Linked DNA regions of Mus musculus: regions 1, 2, 3 and 4 are each linked to region 5. The links are chromatin contacts, called in public Hi-C and HiChIP or PLAC-seq maps. All regions are on one chromosome and are shown on one strand. Each heading gives the region's core, a stretch centred on a gene start, on an enhancer-like site or on the middle of the called end of the contact. The rest is flanking DNA. Distances are from core to core; before and after follow the strand shown. Region 1 overlaps Gm2115 (predicted gene 2115). Region 2 holds the start of Abhd17c (abhydrolase domain containing 17C). Region 3 has its middle 6.4 kb from the start of Gm2115. Region 4 overlaps Fah (fumarylacetoacetate hydrolase). Region 5 overlaps Arnt2 (aryl hydrocarbon receptor nuclear translocator 2).

Evidence for each region. HiChIP or PLAC-seq counts read pairs in DNA pulled down with a chosen protein or histone mark. A called contact is a pair of places that touch in the nucleus more often than the background predicts.
Region 1: a CTCF HiChIP or PLAC-seq map of the NIH/3T3 cell line shows a contact between it and region 5, with 13 read pairs. The contact joins two enhancer-like sites. A contact is called at or near these places in 1 of 15 datasets of contacts at CTCF or cohesin (the NIH/3T3 cell line), 1 of 484 Hi-C or Micro-C datasets (nephron progenitors) and 1 of 115 datasets of contacts at active chromatin or transcription factors (the NIH/3T3 cell line).
Region 2: a Hi-C map of cortical neurons shows a contact between it and region 5, with 3 times the contacts expected there. The contact joins the promoter of Abhd17c here to the enhancer-like site in region 5. A contact is called at or near these places in 9 of 39 promoter capture datasets (the 3T3-L1 cell line, 3T3-L1-derived adipocytes, cranial neural crest and 4 more), 1 of 15 datasets of contacts at CTCF or cohesin (the NIH/3T3 cell line), 12 of 484 Hi-C or Micro-C datasets (the 3T3-L1 cell line, the HL-1 cell line, adipose-derived mesenchymal stem cells and 8 more), 3 of 115 datasets of contacts at active chromatin or transcription factors (extraembryonic endoderm stem cells, microglia and stem cell-derived neural progenitor cells) and 2 of 9 other capture datasets (adipose tissue and liver).
Region 3: a CTCF HiChIP or PLAC-seq map of the NIH/3T3 cell line shows a contact between it and region 5, with 17 read pairs. The contact joins two enhancer-like sites. A contact is called at or near these places in 1 of 15 datasets of contacts at CTCF or cohesin (the NIH/3T3 cell line) and 1 of 9 other capture datasets (adipose tissue).
Region 4: a contact with region 5 is called in a Hi-C map of neural progenitor cells, with 5 times the contacts expected there. The contact joins two enhancer-like sites. A contact is called at or near these places in 1 of 15 datasets of contacts at CTCF or cohesin (the NIH/3T3 cell line), 25 of 484 Hi-C or Micro-C datasets (the G1E-ER4 cell line, Th1 cells, Th2 cells and 16 more) and 1 of 9 other capture datasets (liver).

What each region holds. Positions count from the first base shown.
Region 1 is chr7:84,556,255-84,558,954 of GRCm38.p6, reverse strand. All of the region lies in intron 1 of Gm2115 (predicted gene 2115), which reads right to left. Among named protein-coding and RNA genes, the nearest start is that of Gm2115, 29 kb to the right of the region's middle. Within about 2 kb of position 1,359, at least 28 of the 459 cell types and tissues checked have an H3K27ac peak or open chromatin away from gene starts, as enhancers often do. A contact at or near this core is called in the NIH/3T3 cell line, where this site is marked.
Region 2 is chr7:84,150,634-84,153,357 of GRCm38.p6, reverse strand. It overlaps Abhd17c (abhydrolase domain containing 17C), which reads left to right and starts at 1,465. Exons shown (of 3, transcript NM_133722.2): 1 at 1,465-2,076. The coding sequence starts at 1,514. LOC117997403 (a long non-coding RNA gene) reads right to left here and starts at 1,218. Exons shown (of 3, transcript NR_169136.1): 1 at 987-1,218; 2 at 674-812.
Region 3 is chr7:84,521,248-84,523,947 of GRCm38.p6, reverse strand. No RefSeq gene overlaps it. Among named protein-coding and RNA genes, the nearest start is that of Gm2115, 6.4 kb to the left of the region's middle. Within about 2 kb of position 1,392, at least 54 of the 459 cell types and tissues checked have an H3K27ac peak or open chromatin away from gene starts, as enhancers often do. A contact at or near this core is called in the NIH/3T3 cell line, where this site is marked.
Region 4 is chr7:84,593,307-84,596,006 of GRCm38.p6, reverse strand. Fah (fumarylacetoacetate hydrolase) reads left to right here. Exons shown (of 14, transcript NM_010176.4): 8 at 450-549; 9 at 1,164-1,294. Among named protein-coding and RNA genes, the nearest start is that of Fah, 11 kb to the left of the region's middle. Within about 2 kb of position 1,321, at least 69 of the 459 cell types and tissues checked have an H3K27ac peak or open chromatin away from gene starts, as enhancers often do. A contact at or near this core is called in neural progenitor cells, where this site is marked.
Region 5 is chr7:84,354,531-84,357,230 of GRCm38.p6, reverse strand. It overlaps Arnt2 (aryl hydrocarbon receptor nuclear translocator 2), which reads left to right. Exons shown (of 19, transcript NM_007488.3): 3 at 2,664-2,700. Among named protein-coding and RNA genes, the nearest start is that of Gm30873, 19 kb to the right of the region's middle. Within about 2 kb of position 1,405, at least 26 of the 459 cell types and tissues checked have an H3K27ac peak or open chromatin away from gene starts, as enhancers often do. A contact at or near this core is called in the NIH/3T3 cell line, cortical neurons, neural progenitor cells and 1 more, where this site is marked.

The sequences.
Region 1 (2,700 bases), core at 110-2,609, 200 kb before region 5:
TTTTTGCAAAGTATACCTTCAGAGATATTTTGCTTAAAGCTCTACTGAGAGGATCTCAACTCTTCCCTATAGTGTTGCTAAATGGCCTATGTTAAAGTTTATTGTTTCTTAGAAAAATTGTAAGTCCATTCTGGGTTTTACCTGGTCTTTGTCTACCAGTTGCTCTTCAGCATCTTTCTATACCACCCTCCTCTGCCCATACCTGTGCCTTTTGTTTTAATCTTCTAGAGATGGAGAAACATGCTAGGTGTCTGCCACGCCATCTTTTCTTCCTGCTAAAGGACATTATCATTGCTTGTAGAGATTATTCATTCTGTTCAGATGCCCACAGAACAATGATTTAATATACATTTACAAAGAATATTCACAAACATATATATAAATTCTAAAAAATTTAAATTGTATGGGCAGCCATTCTAACCAGAAAGAATTAAACAAATGAACAAACTGATAGCTTTATGATTCAAATGTCATTAAAATAATTATTGGGTTAATGATAGAGTGTAATTACAGAATATTTAGAAAATCACTCTATGAGACTAGGATATAGTAAAACCCATTGGGCAAGATGAGTGACAGCTGTTTACTATACTCAGAGACAAAATCGTGATGTTCACCAGAGAACAAGAGGAAACGAATGCAGTGAACCAAATACTCAACCAAAGAAGGTACACAAACAGCACCAAGGGCATCTGGAAGATAAGATTAGCAGAGTTAAGAGTGGTAGCTAATAACTGATAAAGCAAACCAACCAAATTAAAAACAAGCCCATCAGCAGGTTCTTTGTTAAAGTCTGAATCTAGACAAACTTGAGATAAGTTTACTCTAGAAGAGAAGAACCAAATACACACCCCTAGGAAGGAAATGAGCTATCTCTCTCTCTCTCCATAGATAGATAGATAGATAGATAGATAGATAGATAGATAGATAGATAGATAGATAGATAGATAGATAAAAACCCTAATGAGCTGATTCTGTGTAAAACTCAACCAAGACACAGGAAAACATCAACAATAATGCTTTTCCAGGGGAAAAAATTAAATGGTCAAAATTGAGTGAAAATCTCAAACTAAACAACCATATGTAATGTTTGTCCTGAGTGTTTCCTGGCAATGAGTTGGATTAAGTCCCAGTAGGTAGGTCAAGTCCAAATTCATAAAGCTGACTATCATCCTGCAAGGATCATGGGCTACCCTTGAAACAACTCTGGATCAGGGTCACGCATTCTTTTTCTGGAAACACTGGGGTTGTACATCTACTAGACATGTTTCTCCTCATGGGTCCTAAAGCAACAACAACATATTTCCTGCTAGTACTTCTATTAAGCTGCTCTGCTAGGGTACCTATTTTGAATATTTGGCTTATGACTAAAGCACCACAGGGTACGTATTTATGACCAAAGGGCTAATCACTTCCAGATGGAGTGTCCCTTGAAGACAAAGGCTGGCCTGGAAAAACTCACAAAACAACTAGGAAGTTAGCTCCAGACACATCCACATAATTCCTTCAGTGTAAGGTTGGGGATCCTAATCTTCTTCAGCCCTCTCCCACGACTCCTAATGTCATCGCTCCATCCATCTGCTTACCCATTTGGGCTACATTGCTGGGACAGTAGCTGGGCTTTCAGGATGGCTGAATTCAGACCTGTCCCAGAACTCACAGCATTAGGAGTTTAAAGCAACCTCTCTTTTTTTCTACTTTTTCCATTAATGAATTTATTTATTCACATTGCATCTTGATTGCAGGCCCCTTCTCCTCCCATCCTCTCTCTCCTTCTCCTCTGAGAAGGGGGAGGTCCTCCTGGATACCAACCCACCCTGACACATCAAGTCACAGCAGGACTAGGAGTTAGCCACAGTTCCTGCTCTGCTCCAAGAGCAACTTCTCTTTACCTAAGGCAGTAGATGGCTCTTCTCCCTTTGATGGTTCCATTACTGGGGTTTCATAGCTCTTTCCTCTGGATTTTTGTTTAGGGAACTATGGGCTACTGAAGCAAACTTCTATATCTTCAGTCCTTCAGAGAAAGAAGAGGACCATCACTTAAGTCTTCATTTCTAGGGGCCCTTTTGTATATGTTCCTGGATCTTTCTGGCATCTTCCAAAATATTGTCATTAAAGTTTATGTCTCAGAAAGAAATGGTAAATTCAATCTTTCTGTTTATTCATCCACTTAGAACCAAGATGATATGTTTTTTAATTCTGTGTTTATCTCAGCTTTCATTAAAGAACTTTGAAGGCAGTGTTTCCATTCTCCAAGGCCCTACCATACTCTATAGAACATATTTTTTCTGGCTTTGCTCATACTAGACACAGGGCAAAAGCACGCTGTTTTTTAATAGTACTTTCCCTAAATTAATCGGATCCTTTCTGCAGAGCTCTACTGAGATTCCGCATTCCTGTAATTGGCAAAAGCTAAAGGTTTGCAAGTTAGAGAAGAGGTACTTCTTGCTTCAAGACCATCTTTCATTTGTTTCCATACATTGAGATCTTGACCATTCCTCCTTAAACTTTACAACTGTTAAATGGCAGCAGGGCCAACCAGTTCACCCATCCTTCACTGTCATTGCAAAAGTAATGTGGGCCTTGTTTACAAATCATCTGTCTTTTCATATAGAACTAGAAACAATCAAAATTCAATGCATCGAGGCTGTTTTAGAGTTTAAGAGAACCAGACTCAGGCAGAGCAAGAGACCTGATCAA
Region 2 (2,724 bases), core at 216-2,715, 200 kb after region 5:
GGAAAAACTTGGGGTCAGTCACTAAAGCCTGGCTAGGGAAGAGCAGCTTTGCCCATCTAACTTTAAAACAGACTTGGAGAGGCGTTGTGGGCAGGCTTTTGGGGATTCAGTGAAGATACGGCCTTTGAAAACTCAGTCCACAAGGTTACTACTTAAAGTGGTACTGGTAAATCAATTTATATTAGGATGCTCAAAATTCTTTTTGTTTAAAAAATGTTGTAATCCTTCTTGGGACATTTATGAGGTCTGGAATGGTGACTGCCCACTGGGGCTCTGGTTGTATTCATTGCAGGTAGCCTAAAATGACCTCCTACCCCTGAAAGGAAAGCCTGGTGCCAAAGTCCAGAGGAGAGGCTCTGCCAACCGGACACCAGGGTTCACACGGTTTCAGAAGCCCTGAGAGTTATATTTGGAAAATCACTTAAAGCCTATAGCCAAGACAATAGTGGATTAAAATCGTTGTAACATGTCTTTCATGATTAAAAAGTCTGGCGCCAAAACAGTTCTAGAGAAACTAACATCAAAAAGGACAGATATGGAGTATCCAGTTGGCACCACAGGGGATGATGTAAGGGATGGGGGTGAGAGAGGACCGTGTTGACACCATTTGTTGTAAAACCAACAGGCTCTGCTGTAATTGTTATTACAGAAAGACCTGCGTAGCTGTACATACCCAACAGCCGCCTGCAACACGGGAACACGTACGAGATGGACCAGAGCATTTATGGTAGTGGCTGTTCAAGAAGTCTTGAATCTCAGCAAGTGGTGGTAGAGGCTAGAAGCATGTGAGTTCTAAACCAGTGTAGGCTAAACTGTCTCAAACAACCAAAAGAGAAAAAAATAGCATTGATTAGAGGAAAGCAAGGCATTTTTAATGTACTCAATTCTCTTTCTCAATAATTATCTTTTACATAAATTCCCAATAACTCCACCAGGACAGAAAGCTGGTTTTGGAGAACTGAATCCTAAAGTATCTGCACACCTACCTTTTCAATCCAGGATTGTCCCAACCGCTCTAATCTCTTCAGACCCCCGCCCCAATCGCGCTAAGCCCCGCCCCAGACTCCAGAGCCTCGCTTCGGACCGGGGAGTTTGTTCTAACGAGTAGCCCCGCCCAGATGCGCTAACTCCCGCCCAAGAGGCGGGAGCCCCGCCCAGCCCGGGGAGTCCTGCTTCAGACTGGGGCGTCCGTTCCGATGGGTAGCCCCGCCCGCCTGTGGGGGCGCGCGGCGCGGTAACCCGGAAGTGGCAGTAGCGTGCGGGGGCGGGGCGGCGCGCTGGAGCGGGCCATGGCCGCCGCCGCCGCGGGCTTTGTGTGCCGCGCGCGAGCCCCGGCCGTCCGCACCTCGCCGGGGCTGCGGGGCTGCCGCTGACCCGCCCCGCTCGCCGCGCCGCGCCCGCCTGGCCCCGCCCCTGGCCTCTCCGCCTTCTCGGCCGGCCTCCAGTTCTCGGCGCTCTCCCTCTGCGCTCCCTGCGCTTCCCTCCCGCCCGCGGCGGGCGCCAGGCCGCCCCGATGCCCGAGCCCGGCCCCAGGATGAACGGCTTCTCGCTCGGCGAGCTGTGCTGGCTCTTCTGCTGCCCTCCTTGTCCGAGCCGCATCGCCGCCAAGCTGGCCTTCCTGCCGCCCGAACCCACCTACACGGTGCTGGCGCCCGAGCAGCGCGCGCCCGCTCCCGCGGCGACCCCCGCGCCCGCCCCGGCGGCGCAGCCCGCTCCGGCCGAGGAGGGTGCGGGCCCCGGCGCGTGCAGCCTGCACCTGAGCGAGCGCGCCGACTGGCAGTACTCGCAGCGCGAACTGGACGCCGTCGAGGTCTTCTTCTCGCGCACGGCCCGCGACAACCGGCTGGGCTGCATGTTCGTGCGCTGCGCGCCCTCCAGCCGCTACACGCTGCTCTTCTCGCACGGCAACGCCGTGGACTTGGGCCAGATGTGTAGCTTCTACATCGGCCTGGGCTCGCGCATCAACTGCAACATCTTCTCTTACGACTACTCGGGCTATGGTGTGAGCTCCGGCAAGCCCTCCGAAAAGAATCTCTACGCTGACATCGACGCCGCGTGGCAGGCACTGCGCACCCGGTGAGCCCCGAGCCACGGTTGGGGTGCGGGCTTGTGCTCCCGGATTGTTGCATTCGCTCGAGATTGCAACAGCCCTCGGGGATGGAGAGCTCAGACTTAAAGGGTCCTGCCTGCTTTTCACTGGCCCGCGCGGCCTGGAGTCTTTGTGGCTCCGGTTAAACGCACGTGGCCGCTGTGGGGGATGCCAATGTACCGGCCAAACCAACTTGGTTGGGCTTGAGTTGTGTCTTGAGCTACGCGCAGACCCCGAAGGTCTGGTAGAAGTGACCTTGGGGTTTTCAGAGCCCTTGACAGCTGGGGAGAGACGATGACCTCTAAAAGACTTTCCAAGTAGAAAGTGTCCCTGGGGCGATGCCTGTGCAGCCCTTAAGGCTGGGTCGGGTCGGGTGTGGGGAGGACTTTGCCTCCTGGTCCCGCAGAGTATGTGGCACTGGGAGATCAGGAAGTTAGCTGAAGAACCTTCCCTAAACACCACCAGTAGCGCAGAGTGTTATAGGCGTGAGGAAATCTCTTGACCTTGAGTTAGCGTTCATAAAACTGGAAAGTATTTATTCAGGGTCTTTTATATGCTAAGCACAAATTGTTATATTCTGAGGACAGACCAGGTTGGGGGGGGGGGGAACTAACTTAAGTTTTACTCTGAACTTA
Region 3 (2,700 bases), core at 143-2,642, 170 kb before region 5:
TATTATAGTCATGGGGGAGTATTTACCCTACATGAACTGTCAATGCTACAGATGAAGAGTCCCTTGCTGTCACCCCAGGGTAGGTGTTAATGTTCTCGAGCATAGTCATTGCTTCAAAGAGGTTGTGTGGAATTTCAGCTTTGGCATGGGGTTGGCTACTGTTTTCTGGGTTCCTTCCAGGTGGCAGGTTCCTGACTTCCTGGCCCTACAGAAAGAGAACTGGGTGTCTATGCTTCCAATCTATCCCAACCTTGTAGCCACAAAAGGAGCATATTCAGAGAGACCACTCTGCCACTTGTAATGCAGTTCAGGAAGACAATACCACCTTGTCTCCAGACCTGGAGTCCTTTTTAGTGTTCTCTCTTGTCCTCTGTGTTTCCTGCCTCTCCTATGAATACCATTTGAAGGCAATCAGTTTTACACACAGAAGATATTCCCTTTAGTGCCCAAGTCAGGGAACACCACTGCTTTGCACAGAGGTCAGCAGTGCTTTTCACCACATTCTAAATTGCTTAGAGCATCTTAAAAGATCTCCAGATCTTTCTCTAACCTCTTCTCTGATGTCCCTCCCTCGTTCATGCTTCTGCACTCCTGACAGCTCGCAAGCAATTTCCCTGTATTCCATTTTGTCCTACCCCCTGGGGCTTCTACTCAGACTGTGCTCTTCCTCCACTCTCTGCAGCGTCTACCCAGCCGGCTCCCTGCCTCACTCAATGATTTGTGACCTCCATGATGGTTCTCTTCTACATGATCATTCTCTTCCACCTGCTTCCATTGCACTTGCCTTGCTTCACGAACTTTCCTGCTCTTCTGTCATGTGACGTGTTTGCTGATACACCCCTGTTCTGTCTACCCATTAGCTGGGTAAACTTAAAAAGCAGAAATACCAGCTTGATTCTGTATCATTGGAGGCTTGTCTGAGTTGAGAGCGTAAAAGTCCAGATGCTGTTTTCAGAGGATGGATGAGGCTCTGACTCCTAGGAAAGCTCAACTTTGGATTTCACTCCTGTTTAGCCTTGCTGGAGCACAGACCAGCTGCAGTAGCCCTATAGAGAAAGGATGAGACACCCATCTCAGAAAAAAACTCTGGTTTCTAGCTCGGGAGCCACTTGGTGGCTACATATTAGATAATCTTCCATCCAGGCATGGATTTGGGCCAGTCACTTGCTGCCTTGGTCTCATTTTTTACACTGTACTGGGGTTGAGGCTGTTCTGAGAGCTTCCTGTTAGTGCTGACTTTCCTTTCTTTATCCCTGGATGGGTGGAGGGGGCAGCTTTTGAGGGAAGCTTTGGCAAATTCCCAGCTGTTGGCTGTTGTTTAGCCCAAGGTGCTGTTTATGCCTCTGTTCTGGGCTCTCTGCCTCTGCCAATGACACAGCATGGCCATTGTAGGGTCAGCTCCTCCTCCTGCCCATTCTGTGGGCTTCAGGGCCGCAGCATCCTGGCTGATGCATGCTTTTACTCTCAGAAGGCAAGACAGCAGAGAGAAGCAGACATTGGTGACAGCCTGTCCTTTCTCTTTGTACTTTGGGAGAGCTGATGGATGATCCAGCCTGAAATGGAGAGAATCAAGGGAAAGAGATGACTGCTGCCTGCTGGACCAGACTTATGTGTGCAGTGCTCACTCCTACGCATTCTGGGCACATCAACTATCAGCTTACGGGACAGAAGAGTGGGTGGCAAATTGTACCTGTTTTGCAGATGACAAAATAGAGGCAGAGAGAAGCATACCCCAGGTCTCAAGACTTCAGTTCCAAATACCAGAACCTGTGCTCTAGCCTTCCAAGTCCTTGCTTCATAGTTTCTGTTTACCTGGTACTCTGTCACACAGAAATGCAAAGTGTCATTGAGTAGCTAAGTAGCATCTTCCCTGGGTTAATGCCTCCTGAGGTTCTGTCAAGCCGTGGACTCAGAATATTTAGCTAGCAAGGAAAGACTAGAGAACTTAACTGCTTTCGGTCCCTAAGAGTCAATAGTGCAGAGGAGGGGGAAAGACCCAACAAGAGGAGATCCATCAAGGCAGAATATCAGCCCAACAACTCTCTTCCCTTATACTTAAAAAGGGCATGCAATGCTGCTTCTACCTGCTTGAAATCTTGTGACTACTCCATGAAGAGGAGGAGCGGAGTGTGAGGGAGAGGGCATGGTGTGGGGAGTACCCTATTCACCAATCCTTTGTTACCTTTTCAAGAAGATGAGTTCTTAGCATGTGAGGTGTGGGGTGCCTACATCTTGGACTTCAATCTCAGGGAGTGTGAGGAGGGGAGCTGAAGGTTCAAGTGGAATGAATTATTCTGCCTGATAAAAAGACATGAATGCAGTCAGGAAAACAGCAGGGAGAGGGAAGGGAGACAGAGGCAGAGAGCAAGCTTGTTGGAAATGATTCAGAGCTGAGCTGTGAAGATGTCAGAGGTATGACTGGAGTAGCCCAGAGAGAAGCCAGAGTGAGTCAAGACAGTGGCATTTGAAGCAAAGTGGGGTGAGGGAAAGAGACATGATGTGATGTGAGCAGGCTTTCAGGAAAGCCATAAGCTTTCAGGCATGCCATATTGTACACCCCCACCTGATCCCTGCAGAGATAATCAACCGTCTTTCAAAGTCTAGCTTGATATGGACAGTTGGTAGGCTCTACTCTGTGGAGATCTCACTGTGCCGGAGAGTGAAGGTCGTTGGGGAAAAAAGGCCTCCAGGGCCATGAAA
Region 4 (2,700 bases), core at 72-2,571, 240 kb before region 5:
AGATGATTCTGTACTGCTCAAGGAATTCCTTCTCCCCCGCACTTAGTTTCCCTTAGACATGATTGCTAGATGTTCTCTTGGTCCATGGCTATTGGACAGATGCCATTCCTTTTGGGATAGGTAGGGCTGTGAAGTCAACTTGTCAATCCTCCTGGAATGAGCACCCCTGATGTTTTCATTCTTTACAAGTGTCATATACTGTCAGATGTGAGGGTATGGAGCCTGGAATACAGAGGAAGAATCAGAAAGGCCTGGGGTGCCCTGGGGCTAGGGGGGAAAGGGCTCATGTGAGTAGACTTCCCACCTTAGAGACCCAGGGAAGTAATGCCAGGTCCTCAGGCAGCCCTAGTCCCTGGTTGAACTTTGAAAATATTTTCCCTTTGCTCTGTAAGCCACAGTGACCCAGAGCATCGGGTCATCTAGATTCTTACCAACTTTCTCCATGGCAGGCTTTCTTCGTAGGCCCTGGGAACAGATTCGGAGAGCCAATCCCCATTTCCAAAGCCCATGAACACATTTTCGGGATGGTCCTCATGAACGACTGGAGCGGTAATGCCTGGTGGCCCAGCTTCCTCTGATGTTCTGTTCTTAGGGGCACACACAGGAGTTGGGTATGGGACAGGAGGCCTAAGTACTACAGGGGTGATACCATGCAGACTTCTGACTCTGTGGGTGTGGGGCAGTCACAGCTTCCCTGAGTAGCTTTCTCATAAGTGGAAGGATGGAGCTGACAGAACCTAAAGCTTTATCAAGCCCTACACACTCCACTCACTGTTGCCAGCACCATCAGCTGCTGATGAAGAGCTGTACATGGAGGGATTTTAGTCAGTGGCTGAATTGAGCCTTACTATTCATCAGCCCAGCATCTGAGTCCCAGCTCTACACCCTGATACCATGTGTAAGAGGAAGTGGGTCCAGAAATCTCAGGAGAGGGCCTTCCCCCATTCAGGCCCTTGGTAGGGACTGTCCTGTCATCCTTCATTGTTCCCTAGCACAGCACCTCCAAGGACCTCTGTCTTCATACTGAATACCTTTCTGTTTGTTCCCTGGGAGATCTGGTTGGCCAGAGCCATGTAGAGAGGTCCATGTAGGTCAAGGACAGGAAGCAGCTTGGAGTGAGTCTGTAAGCCACGGTGAGACCTAAGCTTGCTGTCTTTTCATAGCACGAGACATCCAGCAATGGGAGTACGTCCCACTTGGGCCATTCCTGGGGAAAAGCTTTGGAACCACAATCTCCCCGTGGGTGGTGCCTATGGATGCCCTCATGCCCTTTGTGGTGCCAAACCCAAAGCAGGTAAGCACCCTTCTGCTGAAAACTCTGCTCTAAGTTCCGGCTTCCGCCCTTTCCTGTTGCCCTCTGATACTGAGACATGGTGATGCTTGGTGGATCCTGCATTTTGTTTTGTGCAATGGCTCCCTCTAGAGTCTAATTTGCAGAATGCATTTTGGAATAGAGGCTATAAGGGAAAAGGTGTGTGTGTGTGTGTGTGTGTGTGTGTGTGTGTGTGTGTGTGTGTGTCCAACAGGGTTCCCAGTGCAATATCCCACCCCTTCATTACAGTCACCCAGCTCTTATGGCCAATGCCTTGAAGGCCCTAACTTCTCTCAAACACGGCTCTGGTAAATGACCTATCTGGTCCTCCCACATCTCTGGGTCTAAATCTCCAGAGGGCTCTGCTCTGCTCCTGGCTCCCTGCCTTCCCTCCCCACACTCTCCCTGGCATTGTCTCACCAGCTGTGTACTGCTGCACTTTCTCCCTCACCCATCCATGTCATTTTATGCATGAACACTCTTGGGACTTTCCCCTGCAAATTGGTTCTTCATAAAAGTCCCTGCAGTTCCATTCTGTCTCCTTGGATCTTCCCCAACACTTCCCACCACAGCACCCACGTCTCCCCTCTGGTGGTCTCCCTCCTCTTTGTCTCTGTCCCTCCACTGTCCTTCTCATCTTCTGGCCACCCAGGACCTGTTGGGCTCCTGCTTTAATGGTCCCCATCCTCCTTCACAGTCCTTCGCCCAGCTCTATCTTCACAGAGATGATTGGATGCTGACTGCCTCCATCCTTCCCAAGGACTGTTTAAGTACAGCTGTCACCATTCCTGCCCCTTCCCAACGAATCAGCAGGGTTTTCTCTAAAGTAGTTTCTAATTTAACCCTTAGTACACTGGGAAGGAGCTGTACTCCCCACAAGCATCACTGGTCACACTGTCACCATTAAAAACGCATAGTCGTTCAGACTACCCAGAGTTATCTTATGTCCTGCTAAATGATTTTTGTGTTGTATTTTGGAACAACACTGTTTGTTCAATGTGCAGCACTCTGCCTGGACATCAATGGCCTTCCCAGCTGTTCCAGCACCAAAGATGGCTGCCAGCTTCACTGCTGCCAGGGACTCTGCCTTCCAGGGCATCCACCTTGCCCTCACTATTGTCCTAGCTTTTCCTTACAGGTTCTGTGGCCAATCTCTGACCTCTCATTGTCCCCCTCCCAAGTCTATCCTCCCTCAGCTTCCTGAAGCATTGTTACTTCCTGTGATCTCTAACCTATTTCTCTGTACATTCACCCATCAGCTTATTTTCTCAAGTGTGGCATGTGTGACCTTCTGACCAAGGGCAGTGTACAGGACTTCTCCAGTTCACATCTGTCACTGCTGCCATATGTCACACTCTGTATTGGAGAGCAGAGGCTGCTGGGAACTC
Region 5 (2,700 bases), core at 156-2,655:
GTTGGGTATAGCTTCTCTCCATGTTACACAGTATGATTGCACACGTTCTCAGGTAGGAGCCATAGTTTCTTGGTCTTTAATTTTTCATATACAAGTCATGACTCCAGGTTTCCAATGAACTCCAGTAGACTCAGGATCTAGACCACCCTTTTCTTTCACCTGATGCTGGCCTGATCCGAAGCTTGCCTAGCAGGGCTGGAACCCTTTACTACACCACTCAGTTCTTCCTATATCTATTCTGTAGGGTATTGAGTAAAGAAAACTCTGTCAAAATGAGGATGACAAACTATCCTGACTTGCTTGTGACTGTTTCAGCACCAAAGTCCTGGAGTCCAAGAAGACCTGCCCTTGGTCACTCCAAGCATCTCATTGATCTTTAGGCCTGGATTGAGGGCCAACTAGTCAGTTATGTTTTGTAGGAGTTTGCTTATTTATTATAATCCTATCAAAGGCCCTTGAGATGGCTCAGTGGTATGGGCACTTGCTGCCATGCCTAATGACCTAAGTTACATAACCATATCCACAGATAGAAGGAGAAAGCCTAATCTCTCACATGTCCTCTATCTCCACAGGCAAACGCAAGAGTGGAAGAGCTTGCTCTTTCTCGAGCGTGCTCTGCTCTCTCTCTCTCTCTCTCTCTCTCTCTCTCTCTCTCTCTCTCTCTCAATGTTACAGAAGCTGTGATATCAAATTGAACTGAATGGGATTTTAAAAATAACTGTGTATATTACACCTATTTACGGTTTTGATGAATCCAGGCACAAATCATTTGGAATTTTGAAAACGTAGGTAGTTTATGAAGGCAGAAAAGGTGATCTTTCCCTTTACAAGCACTAGGTGGCAGTGTGGCTCTGCAAAAATGCAACTGACCTCAGTTAAACATTTTTGGTGGTTATTTTCCACAGGCAATTTCCAGGAAGGTGAGATGATAGCTTAGTAATTATACAGGATATTAATGAGCTTTCTTTATTTAGAATTCCCACATTCAGCTCCATTTGTCCTGTAGACAGCTCTGGCCCAGGGCTGAACTTCCAAAGCCATGCTGTGGAGAGCGATACATGGTCATCTCGCGGGTGACATGCATGTGGTCTTCTGTCTTTTCCCTTCATCCTGTCCATCTCCGTTCCTCTTTGTACAGAGGAATTTCTTTCATCACAACTGCCATTTTTGTTGTGAGGACAGTTGGGTTTTGAGGACCAAGGATCTAAGTGGATGAGGGATCCCGTCAGGGAATTCTGGACATGTCAACTCAGGCTGCACTGCATATAATCCAGAGCAAAGACATGCAAAAGCTGTCCTCATTCCCTTCATTTTGCCGTATCTGATCCTAGTTCCTAGGTCCCTCGAGTTCTTGCTTAGCCACACATCTCACTGGGGCTCATCTTGAGGTATGTGGACAAGTATGCTCTTTATGTGTAACATGACTGCCTCCTGGTGGCCTGGGTGCCCCATGCATTTCCTGGGTCACTTATTCAATCCCTCAAAGACTAGGAAATGAAGTTCACCCTCCCTATGAGGGACCAGAAGGTGTGGCCTCTGTAACTGTGGTCTTCTGGCACATACTTCATTCTCTGCTTGTTTATTGTTTGAGCCGAATCTCACTGGGTATTCTCCATTCTCATAATAAACTGCTAAAACATGGAATTCCTCAGACCTCCAGTCAGGCAGCCAGCCTCTCTCCTGCTTGGATCATGAGACTATATCTCACCAAATCCTTCAGGCCTACTAAAAACAAGCAGGGTGATATAGGGTCTGCAGATGGATGCCACACTCAAGAGCCATGCTGACTGCTCATTTCCTACCGCAGAAACTCTGGGTGCACTTGATCATGGTTATGTTCCCCTCTGCCCTAACATCTTCCAACCTGTGTGTGCTGACATCAGAAGCACTTGGGCCTTTAAGAAGGATCATTTGGAGTGTTAGTTCAGTAAGAATTCACCAAAACATTGATATTAACAAGGGGAGGCCCAGCAGAGAAGAATCTCAAGAGTAATTCTGTGAGCTTCAACGAGCAGACAACCAGCTTCAGTGATTTTGGTATCAAAGGCCCATTTCCTCCTCAACAGCCTGTTTGATCCTGGGTGTAACAGGCTGGTTTTCTTGAAGGACCTTTGCCCTGAGGTTGGTAGAGACTCACCAAGTCACAAGCAGTATTCTCAGACAGCTTCACTGTCCCCTGATATTATGTCATCGCCCTTTGAACTTACTGTCTTCCAAATCCCTTGAGCAATATACCATAAAAGTAAGAAATTAAGTGCTGGTATAGAATACATGATGTGGATGGACCCACATACTCCAGGGATGATGGCAGACAAGAAACATTGATGCCTTCACACAACATGGCCTGAGTCATCCATTGGTGACCTGAGAAGCGTCAAAGGGGGACAAGTTGACACTTGAGTATTCCTATTTCTGACCAGAGAACTAATAGTGAGTGTACTGGAGACCTTTTGTTTGTAATTTTTTTCTCTTGAGACTCTGCGGATACTGTTTAGCATGGCCAAAGGTCGGAAGCATTGAGCAGCGATGTGATGGGGTGAAAATTGGAAGCATTGCATAGCGATGTGATGGGGTGAAGACTCCCCTGCGTTCACAGCTCATGTAACCAATTAGAGTCCTCTGAGAGTTATAACTAGTTCTTACCTGTGCCTTTGACTTTCCAGAATGGACTTCGATGACGAAGATGGTGAAGGTCCCAGT